2 separate regions of the Sus scrofa genome follow, and region 1 is linked to region 2. The links are chromatin contacts, called in public HiChIP or PLAC-seq maps. All regions are on one chromosome and are shown on one strand. The core of a region is the stretch at or near the end of the contact, and the rest is flanking DNA. Distances in the headings are between cores, read along the strand shown. Region 1 overlaps CHIT1 (chitotriosidase-1). Region 2 holds the start of MYBPH (myosin binding protein H).

Region 1 (5,726 bases), core at 2,855-5,354, 44 kb after region 2:
ACAACCTAAATGTCCATTGACAGAGAAGTGGAACAAGAAGCTGTGGTACATGTATGCAATGGAATATTACTCAGCCATTAAAAGGAATGAAATAATGGCAATTGTAGCAATATGGATGGACATAGAAATAATCATGCTAAGTGAAGTCAGTCAGACAATGAAACACCAACATCAAATGCTATCACTTACATGTGGAATCTACAAAAAGGACACAAAGAACTTCTTTGCAGAACAGATACTGACTCACAGACTTTGAAAAACTTATGGTTTCCAAATGAGACAGGTTGTAGGGTGGGAGGATGCACTGAGGGTTTGAAATGGAAATGCCTTAAAATTTGTTTGTGATGATTTTTGTACACACTATAAATGTAATAAAATTCATTAAGTAATAATAAAAAAAAAGGCCCATTTCAGTGCCGGCACCTCTATCTGTTAGAGCTCTCACCAACTACCCAACCAAAGAGCATTTCTCCTTCCTTTGCACACATTTGCTCTACTTTCATTGCTTATGGCTCATTTACTCTTGAATTATAATCATTCATGGGCATGCTTATTGCCCCTTCTAGACTCTATAAACTCCAGGAGAATAAGCCTTGAGTTTAGAGTCAAATCTCCTTTCTCTTCATCCACAGTTTCATCAAAGAGCATGAACAGGTCTATAGAATGGATGTTTGTTTTGCTTTTTGTTTGTTTGTTTTGGCTTTTTAGGGCTGCACTTGTGGCATATGGAGGCTCCCAGGCTAGGGGTCGAATCAGAGCTGTAGCTTCCAGCCTACACCACAGCAACACAGATCTGAGCCATGTTTGCAACCTATACCACAGCTCATGGCAACAGCGGACCCTTAACCCACTGAACAAGGCCAGGGATCAAATCCACATCCTCATGGATACTAGTCTGGTTCATTACTGTTGAGCCACAATGGGAACGGGAACTCCAAGTTTTGGTCAAAGTTGTAGTGGATGGAACATGAACTGATGTGGGAAATGCAGCCTAGGGCTTGATTTTATTGGTTCTCTGTGAAAATGCACCTCTCTGCTAAGAAGAGAGTCTATAAAGGGATAGAGAGCAATTTATTCATCCATCCATCCATCCAATCCTTCACCCATACATTTATTCAACAAACACTTATTAAGTATCTATGTACCAGAAAAAATGTTAGATGCTGGAGATATAGTACTAAGACTGATAAGTTCTTTCTTATGTGAGGATTCTGTTCTAGCACAGAAAGACAGATGATAAAGAAAACATCATGGAATTGTAAGTTCCATGATAAAAATAAGTCAGAATGATGTGGTAGTGTGACTGGGAAGTGTTTAAAAAGTCTTTTTCAAGAACAATACTTAAGGAGAGACCTGAAGGCTGAGCGTGGGTGGCCACAGGAAGGTCTGGGCATGAGCGGGTGCTGAAGGGAGAAACACAAAGCTTTGAGGTTGGGGAAGATGGAGAGAGAGATAGGATGAGTTTAATGGGTGCAAGGAATGAAAGGAAGGGAAGAGTGAATGGGTCATGGGGAAAAGGGGGGTGATGAACAAAGATAAGCAACAGTTCAATTGGGAGGTAAATGGTAATACAGCCAAAGAGAGATGGCATGGTGGATAGAGCTTTGGGCCAAGGTATGAATATGAGTCCTGATTCTAATTATGAAGAGTGTGTGAACTCAGGCAACTTTTCTGGGTCTTAGTTTCTCTATTTATAAGATATTGAAATTTTAGGAGTTCCCGTCATGGCTCAGTGGTTAACTGAATCTGACTAGGAACCGTGAGGTTGCGGGTTTGATCCCTGGCCTTGCTAAGTGGGTTAAGGATCCGGCATTGCCATGAGCTGTAGTGTAGGTTGCAGATGTGACTCAGATCCCGCATTGCTGTGGCTCTGGCATAGGCCTGTGGCTATAGCTCCAATTAGACCTCTAGCCTGGGAACCTCCATATGCCACGGGAGCAGCTCTAGAAAAGACAAAAAGCCAAAAAAAAAAAAAAATTGAAATTTTAGAGTTTTTGTGAAGATTAAATGATGTAATAGAAATAAGCACCTACCATGTTTACTCTTTATAAATGGTAACCTATGTGCAGGTAAAAACCCAAAGACCAGCATTACTAGGTTAGGGATGACCAGGAACACAAAGTCCAGAAGATGCGAGTTAGCAGCTGTCCTCGTGAGCCTTCCTCGCTCTCTCCTAACTTCATCTCTCTTTCTCCCTAAGCTTTCTCCTTCATCTTTTTTCTTAACTTTTTATCTTTCTTTTCTCCCATCACAAATTCCTTGCTTTTGCTTTCCTTCACATTATTTCAAGTTGCAGTGTCTCAACTGTCCAAAACTTGGAATGAAGACATACTTTAAAGTATTGACTATTTAATACAATCTTGTCTTCCTTTTAAAGTCAGGTATGTTTAATTCTCTCTCTTTTTTTTTTTTTTTTTTTTTGGCTTTTGGCCTTTTTGCCTTTTCTAGGGCCACTCCCGCGGCATATGGAGGTTCCCAGGCTAGGGGTTGAATCGGAGCTGTAGCCGCCGGCCTACACCGGAGCCACAGCAACGCGGGATCTGAGCCGAGTCTGTGACCTACACCACAGCTCACGGCAACACCAGATCCTTAACCCACTGAGCAAGGCCAGGGATTGAACCCGCAACCTCATGGTTCTTAGTCGGATTTGTTAACCACTGAGCCATGATGGGAACTCCAGGTATGTTTAATTCTTATACATTCTCCTAGTTAAAAAGAAGGAGGAGCAGCATCCACACCTAAATTAGGTAATTTTATATGATTATATGACCCTTGGGTGGATTTTTCTTTCCATTGAGGTCACTGTCTCTTAATAGAAAATGGCTCCTACATACTGGATTAAGGGATTGGAAAGAGATTGTCTCAAGGCATTTGAGGACTGGTGTGCCGAAAGATCTCTCCACCTCTGGGGAATGGAGGTCTGGATGCCCGCCAAAGGCCAGTGACCTCTGAATCACTCCACGGATGCTCTGGAACACAGCCAGAGTGCCATGCTCAGCTGCTGGCTGGCTTTGGCCCTGTGGCTGCCCCTGCAGATGTGAAAGAGATAGGAAGGCAGGGATAGGAGATAGGAAGGCAGGGAAGGCCTGGCTGGAGTCTGCTAATGAAGGTGGAGGCTCGAATAATGCGTAAAGACAGACTCTGGCAAAAAAAGGCCCCGCCCCAATGCAGCAGCTCCCATGGCCTGGCCAAGAACGCACAAGTTTCCCGTGCATGTGTGTGCATGTGCTTGTGTGTGTGTGTGAGAAAAACAGACAGAGAGACAGAAGTGGAGGAGGGAGCCACAGAGCCTGCCTCCCATATTCAGCTCAAGACTTATATTGAAAGAAGCTTTGGAATTCCCTTGTGGCTAAGCAGGTTAAGGATCTGGTTTTGTCACTGCAGTGGCTCAGGTCACTGGCGTGGCGCAGGTTCGATCCCTGGACTGGGAACTTCCACATGCTGTTGGTGTTACAAAAATGGGGCGGGGAGGGGAGGAAAGAAAGGGGTCTTTCAGTTGGGAGAGCAGGATGAAGGGACAATACTTAGGCGAAATGGAGGCTCCAGTCCTCCCCTGCTTTCCTGTTTCCTGGGAAGGGGTGCTCAGTGGTGACTAGCTGGGACCAGTAGGTCAAACCTGCCCACTGTAAAGTGACACTGAGGACTCAGAATGAGAAGTGACTTGCCCAAGGCTACACAGGGAGGTAAAGGTCTAGTATACTCTCTACCTTATCAAGTCACTTTCGGGTCTGGGTGACAGTGGTAGGAATATGATGGGGTGACCATCTCTCTGTACTCTGACTTTAGGCATCCTAGATGTCCAGCCTCAAGTCCTGCCCTGGCTCATATTACAGAATCTGAGCCCCTCATATGTGAGGTCTGCCTTTCAGTGGGGCAGGGCTGAGTGAAGAGCCCTGGGTTGTACTCTGAAAGGCAGCCCCTGACTTACGCATGGACACAGATAAGCCCCATGCGGCAAATCAAGAGCTAACTTTAAATAGGGTGAAGGTTTCCATCCCTTCACCAAATAAGGTCATATAAACAATTGCTACAGCTCAAGGATCTCAAATTTAACAGTCGGAAGGAGCTTAGGGAATGTGGTCTGGGCTGCTTTAGACATGTCTAGCTCCTCACTACCCCAGCTGCTCTGCTTCAGAGGAAGATCAGGGGCAAGTCATGGTCATGATGAAGGTTATGGGCAGTGAGTCCTTCTGCTCTTTCCCTCCAGATGCCTCCCCTTCTGTGTCCCTTCTTGGCATGTGGACTCCAAAAAAATGAAGGAGCTGAGGGGGTGGGAGGACTGGAAGAGTGTCCTCAGCTAAGCCTGGGCTCCTGGCTGCTTGGCGTTGTCAGTTTATTATTGGCCTGGGCAACAGCTGGGAATGGCAAGGACATTGTGAAGGAGGGAGTGGGGCGCTGGGGCCATCCTAAGCTCCCCAGATCTCTCAGGCCATATGGCAGGGGCCAAGAAGGAGAGGAGGAATGCCAGGAGTGCCTGGATGTGCTCTTCTCCCCACTCCCATGCTGAACAAAGTGAGGCTAAGCCCAAGAGGAATTCAACAGTGAGCCTTCAAAGATGGTGTTTTTCTACTTGAGATGTATTTTTAAAACATTTTTTTTTGCCTGAATGACTGAAATAATATTTGGCTTAATTAATTCATTTATGACTGGCTATCTTCCCTGATCGTGGGGAAATGGGTTTTATCTCTATCAGAAGATGACAGAAGGAGCTCTAGGAGTGCTTGTTAGCGGTGAAGATGCTTAGAAAAAGTAGCTGCCTGGACAGCATGATGTGGCAAGGCATTGAATGTGGTGCTCAGGGGACCCTTGAGCAGCTCCCCACTCCTGCCATAGCCTCCACCAGCCTCTCAGAGGCAGCTCCATCTAAAATGCTTTGCCATCCTTTTCCCTTTTATATCTCTTTTATCTGTCATTGTGCTGGTCGTACCCTTGTGAAGGGCCAGCTCCTCTCCTCTCTCCCCACCTGTCCCCATCCGCAGCTGCCTGCCTGGGTCCCATCCCCAAAACTAGCTTCAGTGATTGCATGGCAAGATGGACCATTAGCTTAGATGGAGATTTTCTTCTAATAAAATGACCAAGATTCAACCAAAAGCTTCAAAGACCATTTGGATTACTCTGTCCAAGATACTGTGTATACAGGCCCTTCTGGCACATTTTGGCCCGTTTAGGCCTCAGTTGTGGTCTCTGAACTGGGTTAGAATCAGTCTTCGGTTTAAATACCTATAAGGCGAGGGTAATAATTGTCTCTACCTCATCTGGCAAATGAGCACTTAGCAGGGTCTGGATTCTCCTTTTAATGCCGATGGCTGTGAGCAGAGCCCTCAAGGCAGGGGAATGCTCTTCTCTGCTGCCATCTAGTGTGCATCTTGGGAGTAACACCTGAGTGGAGGTCACAAGGAAAAGCCTAAAGGCTTCTTTTCCAGCCAGTGAAGAACTTGTCACATCCAGGGCTATGCTCCAGATGCAGTCATATGTGCCCTGGAAGCTGCACACTGGAATGTGGAGTCCTCAAGGCGATACCTGACACAGAATTTGGCACATCCTGAATGGCCCACCTTCTCACCTGGCTTTGACCTAGATATGCCTGTGTCACCACCACTCCCCTTGGCACCACTTCCTCAGGGTAGTTTTTAAACTAAGAGTGTGCTTAGACAGCATCTGTAACTCATCACATCTGGATGCAGTTGGATGTAAACCAAAGATTTATTTTTACCAAAAATAAGCAG
Region 2 (5,760 bases), core at 2,142-4,641:
TGTACCAGCTCAGGCCTTCAGAGAAGCCCCAGTGAGACCCATTTGCCCATTGCTGTCTCCAAGCCATATGGGAGGCTTGGGATATTTCCCTTTCTGAATGAAACCAGAGTAGACATACCCCCTTCCTTCTCTGTTCCCCCTCCCAGTACCTTTCAGTCTGATGGTTGGGAAGTCCTTCCTGACACCTTACTTCAGCCTTATGCTACAGTAGAGAACCACTTTCCTGACCATCACCAGATGCAACCGCTGAGGCTGTGAGCCTTCCAAGGGAAGCTGCAACAACCATGCCACCATCCCCCTGGGCGGGGGCAGGGGTGGTAGTGGCTGAGGCTCCTCGGTAGCAAACAGGTGGCAGCAGTTGGTCCGTGGCACACAGGGTGGAGAGGGAGGAGACAGTAAGAAGGAACACTGTGTCTCTGAGGATTAGCTGTGCAGGCACTTGGCCTGGGAGCATCAGGCCTGGAATGTTCCAGGGGCAGCTGCAGGGGGCCAGGCATGCTTGGCAGCTCCAGGTGGCTGTGGAGGGACAGCTGAGTAGCTGTGGATTCTGGACAGGGTCCCCACCCTTCCCTGCCCATGAGGAGGCCCTGCTGCTCCCTGTTTATTCATGGCCTCCTTCCCCTCTTCTCTCCAGGAAATCCCCTTCTCTCCTGCCAGAGGAATTTTAATGGAGTAGTGGGTGCTGAGTCTGGCTGGCTCCTTCAATGAAGGCTCTCAGAAACCTGCTCTCTACAGGCTCCCAGGGTCTGAGCTCCCCGGGCTCCCAGAGAAAGTCAAGGATGCATCTGCCCCAGCCAGGAGGGCTTCCTGGCACCTCCAGGCTAAAGTCAATGTGTCCATATTGAGCTGTCAAGAGGGGCCAGGTCTCACCCAGACTCAAAAAGTGCGAATGTCCTCTGGTTTTGAAAACCACTAGAGAAGACTCCCTGCTTACTGGTGGGACATGAGGGGCCTGTGTGGGAGTCAGGTTCTGAGGCCCCGTTAGTATGTTGGGTGACCTCCAAGGAGTCCTGGGGTGCCTTGGGACCTCCTTGGCTTGGATTGACTGGCCATGACAATCTACACTTCTACATTCTCTAGCCCTGTGGTTCCCACATCTCCAAGGCCTTAGGATTGAGAAGTATTTCCTTGAATCCAAACTTCACCCTTTTGTGGCTGTGAAGCCCCCTCTTTCTAGAAACCCTGTCCAGGACTATGGGGTCCCACTCTGGGAGACACAGGGGGCAACAAGGAGGAAGGTGGACAAGGCCTCAGGCCACCTGCTGGCCTATATCTCTCATCACCCTGGGGCTCTGGGCTGTCCCCAGAGACCTCAGATCAGACCAAATGACTCACTGCCATTAACAGACTGAAACCTGATCAGCCCTGGGACGGGAGCAAGGGTAGGCTTGAGGCTAATGCACCCTACAAATAGAAATCTTTGCAAGGGGACAGCAGCTGGCTTCCCAGGTTCCCAGTATGGCACTGGCCTCTGGGGATGGAGAAACTTTCACGGGCCTTTTGCAGGCATGCGTCTTCCTCCACTAGGGATGTGGTGCAGCAAGAGGCAAGGAAACACCTCTTTGTTTCAAAATTTGGGGGAGAATCTGGAACCCAAGCACTATGAAATGAGCTTCCGTGGTCTCTGATGGGATTAAGATTGGATAGGAGGAAGAACTGAATGACTCTAAGCACTGGGACCCTGAGGCAGGTGACCTGGGGAGCTTGAGCTTTCATTTCTGAGGGTCAAGAAGCCCTTCTCCCAACTCTTGGGGGCAGGGCCACTCAGGGAAATGGCCTCTTTGACCTCCAGAGGCCCCTTGCTGCTGAGGAACCTGGAGTTCTCTTGAGGCAAGATGGTGATAGCAGGTGGCTTGTGCACGTGAGTGTGGGATGGGGGAGAGGGCTGCCCTGCTCGCTTTGCCCATTGGCTTCAGTTTCTCCACCCATTAGACAAGGATCCTGGCAGTGGGGCGGGGGTAGGGGTGCGGTGCAAGAAGATGAAGGGATGAGCTTTACCAATGGTCTCTTGGATGTGGACAGGCTGATCCAGCACAGCCGGTGGGCCAGCCCCTGCAGAGCTCACCGCAGTCACACGCACGAAGAACTTGTCACCCAGAGCCAGGTTCCGCACGGTCTGCTGGGTCACCATCATGGGCCGGGTGTTCACAGGCACCCACTCCAAGGCTGAGGGAAATGAAGAGAGTGCATGGCCATGGCTCCATGGCCGTGGGCACCCTTCTCAGTGCAGCCACCCTTCTCAATGGTGATCGGAGGAAGCTGAAGTTTTGGAGCCTGCATTTCCCAACGCTCTCCCTCCCTGCCTCTTATTGTTAAATTGCATCAAAGACACCTGATGTTAGAGCCCTCAAGTGGTGACCAGAGAGAGTTGGACACATCTGCCAAGTCACACAGCAAGCTAGGGGCAAAGGCAGAGGCCAGGCTGAGCTTGACTGTCATGGAGATGGACAGCAGGACAGTGGCATCAGGAATTTGGCCAGAGACCCCGCCGCTGCCTATTTCTCTTCACTGTCTCCTCCTCTGACTTAGCCCTCCCCCTCAGTTTCTCTGCTCTCAGCCTTCTGCTTGCCCTCCCCAAGCAGTGTCCTGTGAGACTTAGCACAGCCTTCGTTCTCACGGAGCTGTGCCCCGGTGTCCCCAACTCTTCTTTCGGGAGCTCAAGGACAAGGGGCCTCCTTAGGTGGTTTGGACATCTTCCTGCTCTCAGAGGGGCATTGGTGGAGCAAGAAGCCTTGGGTGAGTGGGTTGAAAGCATTGCTTCTCCCATCCCTCCTCCTGGACTGACCCAACTGCAGAACTGGGGGCTTGTCCCTGCTGCCCTCCAATCCCCCCTCCCTGCGTGTATTCAGGGCTCAGCCCAGAGCTCACCTCCCTCTCGGCGGAGTTCCAGCACGTAGCCCTGGAAACCCAGCTTCCCTAGCCACTCCGGGGGCTCCCAGCTCACAGTCACCGAGCTATCACCCACGTCCTCCACGGCCAGCAGCAGCGGGGCACTGGGGACATCTGAGGGAGAAGCAGGGGAAGGGGAAGAGGTTCATGGCCAAAAGCTCTCCACCCACCACTCCCTGCCATGCCTGCCACCCTCCTCCACCTGTCCCCCCTCTTGTCACCTTCACTCCGAGGTGCTGGTTTACTGGCTGCTGGGGCATCGGGGGCAGGTACATGAGGGGCAGGTTCCTGTGGCTTGGGAGTCTGCTCTTCCCCCGTAGACTTCGGAGCTGCCACTTCTCCAGAGGGCTCTGTGGCGGGCACATTTGCAGATTCAGAGGCAGTCTCCTCTGGACCACAGTCGGGGGCCTCCAAGGTGGCTTTTCCTGTCATTGCTGGGGCTGGCTGAGGGGTCAGGCTGGAGTGTGCAGGGATTAGCAGTGGAGGGTCTGTGCTTCCAGGGTGCCTGGGACACCTAGGTCCAGGCATATATAGTCAGGGGGGCTGCCCCACCCCCAAGCAAGTGATTCCCAGCTGTGGGGTCAGGTCAGGCAGGGGGACCAGAGCGTGGGAGGAGCCTAAGCCAGGAATAGCTCTGGGGGAGGAACTGTAAGGGTCCCTTGAGGAGCACGGGACCTTGTCCATCACCCTGATTGGATCTCAGTAGCTGGGGTTCTGGTGCCCAGATGGGAGGAGGGTACAGATGGGTGAGATGGGACTTGCCGGGAGCCTGTGCCAGGGGTCAGGGCATTTGGGAACAAGAGCTTTCATCTGGAGAATAAACCCAGATCAAGCTCTGCATGTTTGGCTTCTGTGGGGCCCTTGTGCTCAAGGCTTCTCAGCTTGGGTGCTGGGGTCCAGACAGCCTGAAACAGGCTTCCCCAGAGAGCACTCCCTGCTTTGTTGCCAGGGAATTCCCACAATTCCCTGGTCCTCACGTTCCCAAGGAGCTTCACCTGTGCTGTGTGAGGTTGAGGGCCAAGAAAAGGAGGGCATTGGGATGCCTGAGGCGGGGATGATTGGAGGAGGATCTTAGGGCAATGGGACCCCAGGAAGGGAAACTAAGTCCCCTGGTCACCCAGCCTCCCCAACCCCTGGCCTGGCCCTTGGTCTCCCTCTCTGCTAAAGACAGCACCGTGAGAATCCCCCACCTAGCCCTTGAGGGTGGAATAAAGTCGTAAGGAAGATCTGGAAGAGAACTTGGAGGAGGACAGCACTCTGAGACTTCTAGAGGCTTCAAAGCAGGGCATGGCATGGACACGTACATGCCATGGGGAAAATGAGGCAGGCAGGACCAAATTGCTAGTCATTGAGTCATTCATCCAGTAAAACGTTAAGACTGGTGATGATTTAATAACCCTGAAAATAACATGTGTTAGGGAGGAGGGGGAGGAACGAGAACACCCATTGCTGGTGGGAGTGTAGATGGGAGCATTCTCTTTGGACAAAAGTGGGTGAGCATCTGGTCAAGTTGAAAATGTTCAAACTCTATGGCCCACCCCAGAAACCCTCACACCTGCACCCCAGGAGACACACATGCCAATGCTGACAGCAGTGTTGTCTGCAGTCGCCAAATCTGGAGAAAGCAGCCCTCCCTCAACAAGGGGATCCATAATTAACTGTGCAGTGTCTCTGCACCTAGAAACCAAAACTAGAATAAAAGCTTCAGCTACACGGGTGATCTAACAGACATAATGGGGAGCAAAAGGAGCTGGACACACAGAGTGGTGTGATTCCCACTCGTGTTCAATTCACACACAGGCGGCACCAGCTCTCTTCTTCAAGGGGCATCTCTACAAAAGAAGACAGGGAGAGTCAGGAGAGTGCTGGCCTCTGGGGGCAGCGACGGGGATGTATGTGATTGGAGCTCAGGGCCACTAATGAGGTCTTGATTCCTGTCCTGCGTAATGGTTACACAGGCTTTCACTATAAAGGAATTCTTTCAATTAAATAAATACATTTTATGCACTCTTCAGCATGGATGATATAGCTCACAACTGAAAAATAAATACACATGGAATTTATTTAGGGTCCTCAGCCACACATACCTTCTCCCCCTTCCCTGGGGCCAGGGGCACAGGAGTGTGGCCACATCTTACCACCTGCTGTCCTTGTTGAGGAGAGGCCACAGAGGGCCTGGGGAGCCTCCAGATCCTGCCCCGCTTGGGTGCCTATGCCCTTTGCCAGATGACAAATGTCCTGCCCAGTAGGGGGCGGGCCTTGGAGACCCGATCCCCATCCCTGGCCTCTGACTCTGCAGCTATAAGTGAATGTGACTAACTCTGCAGGACCCTGAGTCAGCCCTGCAGAGCCTGTCCCAGGATGGGGGAGGGTGGCCAGGGGAAGGGGGTGGGGGTTTGCTGCCCTGGAGAACTCACAGACCCTGGGGTTTCAAAGATCCCTATGTGGTGGGGTGGGCAGTGGGCTGGGATTAGGGAGTGCTTGGCCCACTGGCCAACAGTGACATGCCAGGTACCCCTAGAGGCTGTGGCCAAGTTCTTATTCCCTTTGCCTTGAGCAGGGCTGTGACCTTGGGATCGGTTGCATCTGCCCAGCTCCAGCTGGTTCAGATTTCAGGGAGGCTGATAGGTATTTCCTTCCCCACATCTCAAACCAGTGTCACAAGCCACTAGGCCAAGTCACAAATAATCTAAACATCAGGGAATAAATTCACCTTGGTTTTGGAATAAGCATCTATACTCTCTTTGGAGGTAAGTCATGTCCAAGGCTCTGGGAATTCACAGGAATTGGTGCTAACATCTTACTTCGTAAAGGCTGGCAGGCTGGCTGATCTTCTGAGCCCCTCCCGTCCCACCCATCTGCCCCACACCT

Evidence for each region. HiChIP or PLAC-seq counts read pairs in DNA pulled down with a chosen protein or histone mark.
Region 1: an H3K27ac HiChIP or PLAC-seq map of skeletal muscle shows a contact between it and region 2. The contact joins the enhancer-like site here to the promoter of MYBPH in region 2. A contact is called at or near these places in 19 of 47 Hi-C or Micro-C datasets (adipocytes, alveolar macrophages, blood and 9 more) and 2 of 2 datasets of contacts at active chromatin or transcription factors (alveolar macrophages and skeletal muscle).

Annotation. Positions count from the first base shown.
Region 1 is chr9:113,922,032-113,927,757 of Sscrofa11.1, forward strand. CHIT1 (chitotriosidase-1) reads right to left here. Exons shown (of 11, transcript XM_003130296.4): 11 at 5,684-5,726. Among named protein-coding and RNA genes, the nearest start is that of CHIT1, 17 kb to the right of the region's middle. Within about 2 kb of position 4,105, at least 17 of the 83 cell types and tissues checked have an H3K27ac peak or open chromatin away from gene starts, as enhancers often do. A contact at or near this core is called in alveolar macrophages, fetal skeletal muscle and skeletal muscle, where this site is marked.
Region 2 is chr9:113,879,104-113,884,863 of Sscrofa11.1, forward strand. It overlaps MYBPH (myosin binding protein H), which reads right to left and starts at 3,392. Exons shown (of 10, transcript NM_001033014.1): 1 at 3,111-3,392; 2 at 2,869-3,003; 3 at 1,999-2,166. The coding sequence starts at 3,321.